3 separate regions of the Mus musculus genome follow, and regions 2 and 3 are each linked to region 1. The links are chromatin contacts, called in public HiChIP or PLAC-seq maps. All regions are on one chromosome and are shown on one strand. Each heading gives the region's core, a stretch centred on a gene start, on an enhancer-like site or on the middle of the called end of the contact. The rest is flanking DNA. Distances are from core to core; before and after follow the strand shown.

Region 1 (3,726 bases), core at 411-2,910:
TCATGTACAGTTTTTTTGGAGGGGGGAGGGTTAGCAACTTCAAATAGAATTATTTGTTGTAGTCCTCAAAAAAAAAATAGGAGAGAGAGAGAGGGAGAGAGAGAGAGGAATTCAGGCCGAGTGTGATAAAGTGAAAATCAGTTATTTATTCCATAAATATTTAGCAAAAGAATATCATATATTATGACCCAAGAGTTTCAAGTCAAACAAATACCAATTTACAAATAAACAGCAACTGTAATGAGATACTATGAATTTTTACATTTGACAAAAATGTAAAAATAATGGGATGGGTGTGTGTGTGCGCGCGTGCATGCATGCATTTACTTCTAAGTATAATTTTTTAAATATTTACTTATGCTTTACCTTAATGTGCATGCTTTGTCTGCATGTTCGTATGTGCACCGTGTATGTGCCTTATGTTCATGGAGGCCAGGAGTAGAGTGTGGCGTTCCAGATGGTTGTGAGTCACTGTATCCATGCTGGGAATCGAACCCAGGTCCTCTTTAAGAGCCAGTGCTCTTAACTGCTGAGCCACCTCTCCACTTCTCCCCAACAAGGTGTAATTTTTAAGAAGCAAACCCCACATCAATCGTATCATAGAAAACGTGTAGGGATTAGCTGAAGTGGGGGTGAAGAGGGGAGGTGTGGGCAAAGAGGAGCAGGGAGGTAAGGAGGAAGTGAAAATCCTAATCAGGGCTGGACGGTGAGAAAGAGCCCTAGAAAAGAGACACATTCAAGGACCCAAATGGTTTATTCTATGATAGTACTGAAGGAGTTCTGTTAAAGCTAGCCAAACACTTGGTTAAGAAAACCAGTGATTCTTGGGGCTGGGAAGACCGTTCAGTTAGTAATGTACTTGCCACCCTAAGTGTGAGGCATTGAGTTTGGACCCCATCCCCACCTAAAGAGCCAGGTACCGTGCTGTGTGCCAAGTCAAGAGGATTCCTTTGGCTGCTGACTAGCCAGGCTAGCTGAATCTGTGAGCTCAGGGTTCAGTGAGAAGACATCCAGCCTCAGGCATCTATGCACACATACACACCCTAAAACGACTGAAGAGTTAAATGGAAAAAATAAACTGAACTTTTAATATGTTAAGGATCCATTTATGTAATACATGGGATATAGTTACGTCCACTGGAGAAAAGTGAGCACTCAAAAGCTGTCCGCATGTGAGAATATACACACTGTTCATATCACATGTGAATACATTATCCTTTATCAGCAAGTGGTCCAGGAGAGCAGGGTACCATGAGATCTTGTGCCCAGCTCCCCTGGTAATGCTTTCTAGACCCTGAAGCCTGACTGTGGCATTGGACAGCTGGAACCATGTGGAGGACATTCATAGCCTTGAGTGTAAGGGACTCAAGTTTTGCTGATCTCTCTCTGAGGGTGCCTAAACTATCCAAGAGAGTCAGAAGGCTTGGGTGAGAGTTGAACCTTATGAGCCAGTTAGTTATCCAGTCTTGGATGATCTGTGAGGATGGTTCGTTCAGTGATTGAAAGTAATGGTGGAGGGTGGAGAGCCAACGATGGGAGCTTCATTAAACTCAGTTTCACCAGATAAACTGTACTGGTTGATAACGTTTGATCATAGTACCCTGGGATCTGTCCTGCACTTCCCCTGTGACTCGCTTCCTCTGTGACTCACTGTTGCTTGAGCGGTGTGATTCAGATCGCAGTATGTGGGATGCCTCCACTCATCAGCTTTGACCAGCTCTGATGGGAAGGAAGACGCAAGAGAAACCACATCGCACTTTCAAAGCATGGCCTGGGATAGTTCTCATAATGCTAAGTACCCCGCACAGTGGGGCTTCTCTATGGAGTCCTCAGGATGAACAAAACCGAAAGAATTTTTGCCCAGTAGCTTCGGTGCAGTCTCTTTCATTTGAGTGGGCACAAGGGATTGCTCTAGAACCGCCTGCCGTCTTGTTATTCCCTGTCCGTCGTTGGTTATGCAATTCAATCTTAGTCCTACACCTGCCTGAGAGGAAAACTGGGTAGGACAGGTGCAGGAGCTTTGCTGTCTTTAAGGTAATCCTACAAAGATTAGCAGAAGGAGATTTCTTGACAGTCTAGGAATCTGGCAGCCAGCAGGAAGCTAACGCAGCACTCTCTTTCCGTCTGACAGGTGGAGGTTCTGGGTCAGAGGTGGTATCTAGAGAGCTCCTACCATGCTGCTCTCTTTAACTTCACAACAAGAGACCGAGCTCCAGAAGTGTGTTTAGATCTGTACCCCGCTACTGATTACACGATAAACATCACCCTTCTGAGACCCACTGAGCCGCGCTCCGCACAAATAACCATAACAACCTCAGTGACAGGTAGGCACGGATGCCTTTCCAGTTTGTTCCTGGGGATAACACATTAGGTACGAGGGTTCATCGGCACAATGAGGGGAGCACAGAGGATGGGGTCAAGAGCCCTGCGTTCTACTTCTAATAAACTGCCAGCTTTGTCTGGTATTCCTGATGCTTGAATCTTACCAATCAGTCCTTCTGTACAATGTTTTGACTTCTCGAGGAGATTCCAGAAAAGGAGACTACATAGAGATTCCAGGCAACTTTAGAGTGGGAATTCTGTAAGGCTTCTGTCTCTCGTTTCAAATTCAAAATGGCTCTCTATCTCCTTCCTTAATGTCTGTTTGACAAGTTGGCTCACTGTGCAGCTGTGTTTGTTCCTTTAGATTCATGAAGCCCCATATATTTCATTTATGCAATTTACATTGCATCCTTATGTTTTTGCATACTTGGGAAATTATATATTTTCAAACGCATGGTTCTTTCCCACAGCCTCAAGGGCTGTCCTGAAGGTCCCTGCATTTACCATTTTGCTGAGATGTTAGCCACACCTTCACCTCCTTAATTTGTGCTGTCTCTGAACATTGTGGAGGCATCAATGTTAACGGGGAGGACATTCCTCAAAGGAGGAACATCAAATATGTACATTATGCCCACAGCAGCCATTGACACTTGTGGAGGCCCACGCCTGCTGGCCCTGTCCCAGGGGCAGGAACTATGTTATTCTGTCCCTATCAAGGCCATGCTGGACCTGGCAATCTTCCAGAAGACAGAAATGTTATCTCTGCTGCACTGGGCACTGGCTGAATCCAGGGGGTTCACAGCTGGGCCATCCAGGAGCATGGCCCCATGTAAAGAATAAGCTGTTACTTCTGTTTCAGGATGAGATGAACTAGAGTGCGTTGGCCTTAGAGGAGGCATAAGGTCCCTTCCTCCCTCCCTCTCCTAACTGGAAGCTGGGGTCTGTCTGTCTCAGCTTCTGAGGGTTAGAAAAGTGACTGAGCCCAGGATCCAAAATGGGGAGAGCGGCAGCCCTATGTCCCAGATTGTTCATTGGCTGAGCCTTTGTGTCCAAGGTCTATGAGAGTGATTTGGACGGAGTCCAAGTTCCAGCCTATAGAAGAGGACAGAAATTTCTCCAGGATTTTTAAAACCCCTATTTTTGTGCTAGATCAGTGATTTGGCTTCCCCCTTCTGCATGATGGTATATTAAAAACTGTTTCATGCTCACCAGTCTCTTGGATTTTTTATTACTGTGTTTGCAGCAGTCTGACTCACAGTAGGGGTATAATGACGCCCCTTGGTGCTCCTTAGAAACGCCTCCTTTGTGGATTTTCCTGGAAGCCATATAGAGGCCAGCGATGTTAACTACACAGCTCCCAGCTAGTGCTAAGGAGCACGGGGTCTTTAGCGTTCCCTCTCTCCC
Region 2 (3,726 bases), core at 460-2,959, 440 kb before region 1:
TCCATTTCATTAGTTTAGGCTTTATAAATCCCTATCACTTCCCGGTCATTCTGAGAGCTTAGGCCCAGCAAGTCACACTCTCCCATAGGAAATGTTACCTCCCACATGCCTTTCCCATCTAAGAGAAGAAGTAAAGTTAAGTCTCCCAATTCCACTCATTCCATTAATACTACGGAAAGGAAGAATTCATTTACTATTTTAATAGGAGGAAGAGACCCTGATCTCAAGTGCTAAGAACAATTGGAATGTCTGCAACTCGTGACTAAGTGGCAGCAGGAGCGCAGATACAATCGCTGCTCAAAATCCTGGTCACAGCTGAAATGGAGATGGGGGCGGGGAGGGGGGAGATGCAGTCTCTTCCTCCTCCCCACGGGACTTTGCTGTCTCTCAAAGCAGCAGGAGAGTATAGCAAAACGACCAAGAGCCTCCCTCTGCACAAAGAAGGTCAAAGGGCGAGCTTGCTTTCCGTCAACCACAAAACCAGCCACTGCCAAACCTAATCAATGTGGTTCGCTATAAGAGGTGAATGAAGCCCTAGACAGAAAACCAGAGACTCTCCTCTAGCCGCCGCTGAGGTCGGAGTCAGGTGACTCCTGGGGCAAACAGCAAACCTAAACAAAGATCACTCCCCACATGACCGACTGGGGAGAAGATGAGCAAGGCTGCTCAGACCCACCCCGGAAAACCATTAGCCATTAACTCTTGCTTTTTTTTTTTGCAGTCCGGGGAAACTGGAGGCGCCAACAAGTTATTCCTATTCTGCAGCTCCTCTTCAAGGAATGCACCTAGAGGGGTGAGGGACCTCATTCTCGGGACACAGAGGCGAAGTACCGCAGCACACGCCCCGGGTCCCCACATGCTTGCTGCAACCCGAACCCCTCCCCACCAGCTGTCACCCGCGCTCGGGGCCACTCTCAGCCAGGGAAAACACATGCCCTCTGGCCGCTTAGCCTGCAGCTGCGACCCCGCGGGGGCAGTGAGAGGACAGGCTTTGGCCAAGGGCTGTTGGGGCCAAAGCACGCCTAACCTCCGGGAAAGGGGCGCCAGGATGAGCGCGGCCCAGTGTCAGGGGTGGTCCTGGATCCATCCTCCTCCCGCTCCGCCCCAGGAGTCCCCAGCCCCAAGCGCCCCACCTTGTCACCGAAGCTGCGGGCCATCAGTAGGTCCGGGCTGGGCGTGCTGTCGCCTCCCACGGCCTCCTCGCTGCTGGAGCCGGCTAGCGGGTGCGGCATGTCGCGCAAGGACTGGGGCCCCGTGGACGGCAGGGCCTTGGGGGGCCCGCCCGCCATGGCGCGCAGCGCTCGGGACCCGGGCCGCCGCTTACTCCCGCAGCTCTCCGCCCCACTCGGCCCGAGGCCCTGCACTAGCTGGTGGTGGCAGCCTCCGCCCGATGCTTCTCCTGCCCGCGAGGCTGAGCTTTCCCGAGCGTTACACCACAGCTCCGTGGGCTAAGCCGCGCCAAACCCCAGCACCTCCGACCCTGCGCCCTGCTAGCAGCGCCACGCCGCCCACGGCTCTCAGCCCCGCCCCCGCGGAGCCTCTGCCCGCCGGGAGGGAGGGCGGGACGCAGGGTGGGGCGGAGCTTGAAGGAGGAGGCGGCCCGCCCCGCCCACCTCCCGGCAGGAAGTGCGCCCACTGGCAGCTTCGCTGGGGGCTCAGAAAGCATCAGTGTGAGTTAGGATCTTCCAGCCACACTGCACACGCAGAAAGAAATAAAAATGTGGAGCGTGTCTTAGTATCGTAAAGGGTTACGTGGCTCAGAGGAACTAGAGAACATCCAGTAGAAAAACTAGAAGGACATTTAAAGAGGCAGTGTGGTATGTCTTCAACTCCACACTGAAGTCCCCATACCGACTGGCTTCTGCAGCTAAGCGGGGTTTATGTAAGGCGAAACCTCAGAAGCATGAGCATCCGTAAATAGCGTGTGCTACAAATGATTTACGGTCCTGACGTGCACACTTAGCCAACCAGGTCTGCAAGAACCGTGAGGTCCTAGTTGTTTTTCACGCATTGATGGTTCCTATACTGGCCTCGGGCCGAACTGAATTCTCCAGAGCTTTTATTCGCTGCCATGGTGGAGATAGACTGGGCTTTACTTCCAGCTCTTTAAAGTATATCATTGTCCCCTTTTCCACTTACCTGTCACTGGCGCTTCAGTCTCGAAGGTCAAGTTAGAGGGTCATCTGCCCATCTAGCAAACACGTAAATACTGTGTGGGGCTCACTGTGAAGAAAGACATTTTTTCCAGTCCTTGAACTTCTTAGGTTTGTCCAGTTTTCCTGTTAAAAAATGGTGACAGGTTTTAACATTGGGATTCACAAAGGTCTCTCTCTATCTGTCACACTTTCTCTAAAAACAAAACATGTAGAATGCAGAATTGAAACCAACCCAAAATAACTACCAGAGTCTCATTTAACTTCAGTGGCCCCCTTCTGACGTAGTCCAAAGAGTTGAGCCCTTAGTACAGTATCCATTGTCTTTTATCTCCTCCAGAGCAGTCTGCCTTGGTTGGGAAAATAATATTGAAAGGGCACTAAACAGCAATTTTAAATGCTGTATCTGCCTCATGGGAGTGCTAGGGTCTGATCTCCTGAGTTGGGCAAAATTGTCACTTCATTTATATCTAGGAGCTGCCTAAAACTATTGCATACCCTATTATCTTCATTAAAGTAAACAATACAAATATAACTAGAAACGACTGATCTATAGATATCTGGCAGATCTTCTTCTTGAATATTGTTATTTATTTAAACAATTAGGCCACCTCAACATAATGGTGCTCTTAAGATTTCACAGAAGTAGGGCTGAAGAGATGGCTCAGTGGTTAAGAGTATTGACTACTCTTATAGAGGTTCTGAGTTCAATTCCCAGCAACCACATGGTGGCTCACAACCATCTGTGATGGGATCTGATGCCCTCTTCTGATGTGTCTGAAGACAGCGACAGTGTACAGTGTACTCATATAAATAAAATTTTTAAAACAACACTGCTTTTATACAGAACCTAGATTTGACAATGAGGTGAAGTGAAAGAACCAACTCCTCAAACGTTGTCCCTCTAACCCCTCACATGTGCACACAATAAAATAAAACTGTCTCCCAGCCTGCCAGGTAGGGAGAGGGACGCAGAGGGCCATCCATGAGACACTGTGGGACTCCCAGGCTTGAGGCCTTTGCTCAGTGTTAGGAGCTCCTCAAATGTTAACTCCCTTCCTTTGCCCTCAGGTTTTTCTCTCCTATTCTTATGAAACGACAACCACAGAATATCCTTAATTATATGATGCATTCCAAACTCCATGTCCTTAGTTTGAGTCAGAATGAAACTGTTTCATGTCTCCCCACAGAGGATGGGGAGGAAGAGGAGGAGAGAGGAGAAAGAAAGAAAGAAAGAAAGAAAGAAAGAAAGAAAGAAAGAAAGAAAGAAAGAAAGAAAGCAAGCGACAGAGAGAGAGAAGGAATGACGGAAGGAAGGAAGGAAGGAAGGAAGGAAGGAAGGAAGGAAGGAAGGAAGGAAGGAAGGAAGGACCAGGTTCCTAAAGGGAAAGTTTCTTTATTTACTTTCCTGGTCTGTCAGAGGCATCTGACCACAATGATCCAAGAAGAGGTAGTCATCAAAACTAAAGAAAGTGAACTATGGGAAATAATCTTGGTGGAAAGTTCCAGCGTTCATTTTCAGCTGAGGCCTGCCTGTCCGTCCACCATTTCCTGATTCATTTCAGTGCTCCTT
Region 3 (3,726 bases), core at 511-3,010, 390 kb before region 1:
GGCTTGGGAACTTACTCTGTGTGAGGAGACATCTGGAGCGTAGGCGGGGGGTGGGGGTGGGGGTGGGGGTGCAGGCATCAAGCAGTATTCACATTTTTTTTCAGCCAGATAATGTGTATTAATGTATAAGTCCCAATCTTCCCAGCTATACTCTGGAGGAACAAGTTGACTGGTTCCCCATGCCTGATTCTGCAACCTGTCCCTGGCTGGTTAGTTTTTAAATGATTTCTTCAGACAGGATCTTAAGTAACCCAAGCTTATGTAGCCAAGGATGACAAACACCTGATCCTCCTGCCTCCCGCTCCCAACTGCTGGGGTCACAAGTGTGTGCCACTACGTCTAGCTAAGACTTCTAAAACAACCTTTTTCTAAGTTAAATGGACTTCAGTGAGCCTAAAGGAGGCAGGATTTGTTTTCCTAATTAATTGAGCGTGGGATTTGGAATCAGGAAGTGATGTTGGTTTACTTTATCCAGCTTACTAGCTCTGTAGGAATTTGGGAAGTTAAAGCAACTTATCTGAGTCTTGGTTGCTTAACAACTACCTGGGAATAATTAGACACACTCTGCAGAGCCATTGTGAAGGTTAAGGGAACTAGGCAGCCCAGGGGTGTCCTTCCCAGTGCTGACCGGTCAGACTTGGGTCTTCATTTGAAAAGTGGGTGGATGCAGTAGTAAGTCGCTCGCTCTATCAGCCTCATTCGATGAGGCTTCGGAGCTATTTTCCCTTTCAGTGGAGAGGAGGAAGCTATGTAGTCAGTATGAGTATTGATGGGGTTACTATGTGCTTACCAACAAATTAGACACTCTTTCTTTGGGGGGTGGGGTGCTCTTAAGCATTTCCATTGCTGCAGTAGCTGAGTCATGAGAAACTTGGGTTAAATGCAGCATGACTGTAATGAGCAACTTGAGGAAAATCTCCAGGACGGTAGGCACAGAGCCAGACATGCTCAGACTACCGTGGGCAACAGTCAAAACGTGGCTTAAGGATATTTCTCATTGGCCTTCTCCTGGCCTCTCAGAGAGGAGGGGTATCTAGTTCCCACCAGTCGGCTTTTCTTTATGTTTTACTTATTTATTTGAGACAAGCACTTGCTGTGTAGCTCGGGCTAGCCTTGAACTTGCAATCCCCCAACTCAGATCCCAAGAGCTGAGGTTCCAGGTGTGCACAACCACAGTTAGTTTAAATGGACTCGCTTATATAGACAAACACAAGGGACATCTTAGGAACAAGGCTGAAGCAATACAATGTTTTTCTTTTGACAAAGAATTCAATTTTTGTTGTGAAGAAGTGAAATTTCTTAAACTGGACACAAAATTGAAATTTTTACTGTGTTCTGTTCACAGCTGTCTGTGAGCAGCACCACAACAGGCTCAGCCTTAGCTTAGACTACAGCAGAGCTTGTCTAGGGCAAATCAGCCAACTTCCTTGAGGTCTTACTAGTTTGCATTTTCCATACATAAAGTAAGCTCGCCCTCACCCCCCTTAAAGAGTAATCAGTGTCTCATAAAAGATGGATACTTGAAAGGATGAGATATAACCATTTTGTTCATTTGAGTGGTAACAATATGGCCACCTTTAGCTTCAACCGACAAAATTAGCAATGTTGTCTAGAGATAACAAATTAACTTTAGAAACTGGAAACCTGGAAATTAGAAAAAAAAAAAAAAGATCTCTCAAGAAGGCATGGTAGCATACTGAGAAATTCTAGACTAGCAGTGTGACTCGTGAACCCTGGAGATGAGCCAGCCGAGAGATAGATACCATAGCAGAGCTGAGGGTGGTGCCAGCAGAAGCTGGCTGCCAAGTGAGCCGTGAATCATCGCCCAGGATCTGTCAGGACATTTCAGTTTCCACATAAATACTATCTTGTTCAGATCTTAATGGTGTGTCTCTGAACATGCCGAAATGCTTTACGCTTTTAATAAGATGAATTAATGCAAAAGGTAATAGAATTTCACATTTTTTTCCCAAACGCCATTTATGGGTCTCAGCTGACAAAGTAGAACAGAATCCAAGGAATGGGGACCATGTCACTTGACCAAAGAGAACATTTCTTTCACAGCTTTGGTTAGATACAGCATCTGTTTTAAAACACAGAAAACAATGGAAAAACTGTGGCCTCTGAAGACCCCTCTGGTCTTCCTTCTCTTGTTTTTGCTTGTGTGAGGTATCAGGCTTGGTTGTGCTGGAGGTAGAATTCACAGGCATGGGTGTGCTCACTGGACCACATTATCAGGTTTGGTTTCCTCTTCAAGTTTACAATGTAAGGAACAGAATCTCAGCAATGGAGGAAATAAGTGAAGCATGTTACTGACATTTTTAATTAGAAAGAAAGAAAACTCATTGCATGCCTAAGATACAGCTGAATGCCAACCTCTTCGTGTCCAGTGGGATCTCCTGCTGATAACCTATTACCTGGCAAACCATTCCCCGGAGAGAGGCCTGGGGCAATAGGGAGGTAGCACCTACAACTGCAATTTATTTATCGTTTATGTGTGTGGGTGTTTTACCTGCATGTATGTTTGTCCTCTATGTTTGTGCCTAGTGCCTGTAGGGGCCAAAAGGGGGTGTCAGATGCAGACTGTGGACTGCCACGTGGGTGTTTAGAGTGGAACCCAAGTCCTCTGAAGAATAGCTCTAGTCCTCTAATTAATGAATGTTAAGTGTTTGGGGGACAGAGTCTCATTCGGTAGCCCAAGATGACTTAAAACTCACTGGGTAGCCTAGGTTGGCCCTCAACTCATAGTAAACCTCCTGCCTCAGTTTCCTGAATGCTGAGACTGCAGGTGTGTGCCACTCTGCCTACCTCCCCTCCTGTTAGAGCAGTACAAAAGGTGTTGAGGAATGATCTCACCCAAGATCTAAGGGTCCTCTCAGAACACAGATGCAGGGCTCAGAGGCAACTTGCATCTAGGTTAACTAGGGAAAGAATGTTTTAGTGCTGGGAATGGACCCCAAGCTCTTGCACCTTCGGCGAGGCAAGCATTCTGCCATTGAGCCGCTGCCCCAGCTCAAACGTAAAGCTCTTGATAACCATGCCAGCTGTGGAGCACAGAAACCCAAAGGTGAGTGGAGACCAGCTGGAGCTTGCTGCATCCCTTCTGTGGCACCGGCACAGAGCTGACTGGAAAGTCAGAATAACTCAGCCACAAGCTCTCTGGCCTCCACAGCATGGCGTCCCAGGCACACAGTTACCTCGCCTTGCCAGTGGGCTCCCCCAGCTGCGCCACACACGCACACATCTGCATAGGTAGCAAAGTTGCACATGGCCATATGCTAGTCCTTGAGCATGTGTGTTACTCCCACGACCTGAGGAGACCTAACTCAGAAGAATGCTCATCCCATCAGGTGTAAGTGAAGATCTGACCCCTGAGTTTTTAGTATAATTGTTCACTTCTGAATTCTGAGCATTTACAATGTATCAAATAGGCGACAGGCAGTCAGCTGAGGCAGAAAGGTCATGATATGCTAAGTTACTGTTACTAGGAAGATTAACAGCCTCTGGTCAGTTATTGCTACTTCTGGAAATGTTGAAAAGATCCCAGCATACCTAATGGCAACATTTTGAAGCTATTTGAAATAAAATTGGAGGGGTTAGTTCTTGAACTGCAAGCTCTGCGACTTGGCCATTCAAGTCATGTCTCCATCTTCCATGCAGCACTGACAAGATGACTCTTTGCCTTCCACAAACAAAATGCCCTTTGGGTGTTCAGCAAACTAAAGA

The links. HiChIP or PLAC-seq counts read pairs in DNA pulled down with a chosen protein or histone mark.
Region 2: a contact with region 1 is called in an HNF4G HiChIP or PLAC-seq map of pancreatic cancer cells. The contact joins the promoter of Snx30 here to the enhancer-like site in region 1. A contact is called at or near these places in 3 of 39 promoter capture datasets (hippocampal neurons, neural stem cells and pre-B cells), 4 of 115 datasets of contacts at active chromatin or transcription factors (the NIH/3T3 cell line, memory CD8 T cells, neural tube and 1 more) and 2 of 9 other capture datasets (adipose tissue and liver).
Region 3: a contact with region 1 is called in a CTCF HiChIP or PLAC-seq map of the NIH/3T3 cell line, with 6 read pairs. The contact joins two enhancer-like sites. A contact is called at or near these places in 2 of 15 datasets of contacts at CTCF or cohesin (both in the NIH/3T3 cell line), 50 of 484 Hi-C or Micro-C datasets (B cells, the C2C12 cell line, CD4 T cells and 35 more), 4 of 115 datasets of contacts at active chromatin or transcription factors (differentiating embryonic stem cells, embryonic stem cells, extraembryonic endoderm stem cells and 1 more) and 3 of 9 other capture datasets (adipose tissue, embryonic stem cells and liver).

What each region holds. Positions count from the first base shown.
Region 1 is chr4:59,364,320-59,368,045 of GRCm38.p6, reverse strand. It overlaps Susd1 (sushi domain containing 1), which reads left to right. Exons shown (of 17, transcript NM_001163288.2): 10 at 2,132-2,324. Among named protein-coding and RNA genes, the nearest start is that of Susd1, 72 kb to the left of the region's middle. Within about 2 kb of position 1,660, at least 51 of the 459 cell types and tissues checked have an H3K27ac peak or open chromatin away from gene starts, as enhancers often do. A contact at or near this core is called in the C2C12 cell line, the G1E-ER4 cell line, the NIH/3T3 cell line and 4 more, where this site is marked.
Region 2 is chr4:59,803,633-59,807,358 of GRCm38.p6, reverse strand. Snx30 (sorting nexin family member 30) reads right to left here and starts at 1,709. Exons shown (of 9, transcript NM_172468.2): 1 at 1,134-1,709. The coding sequence starts at 1,289.
Region 3 is chr4:59,754,820-59,758,545 of GRCm38.p6, reverse strand. It overlaps a transcript of E130308A19Rik not described here. Among named protein-coding and RNA genes, the nearest start is that of Inip, 27 kb to the left of the region's middle. Within about 2 kb of position 1,760, at least 54 of the 459 cell types and tissues checked have an H3K27ac peak or open chromatin away from gene starts, as enhancers often do. A contact at or near this core is called in the C2C12 cell line, the G1E-ER4 cell line, the NIH/3T3 cell line and 1 more, where this site is marked.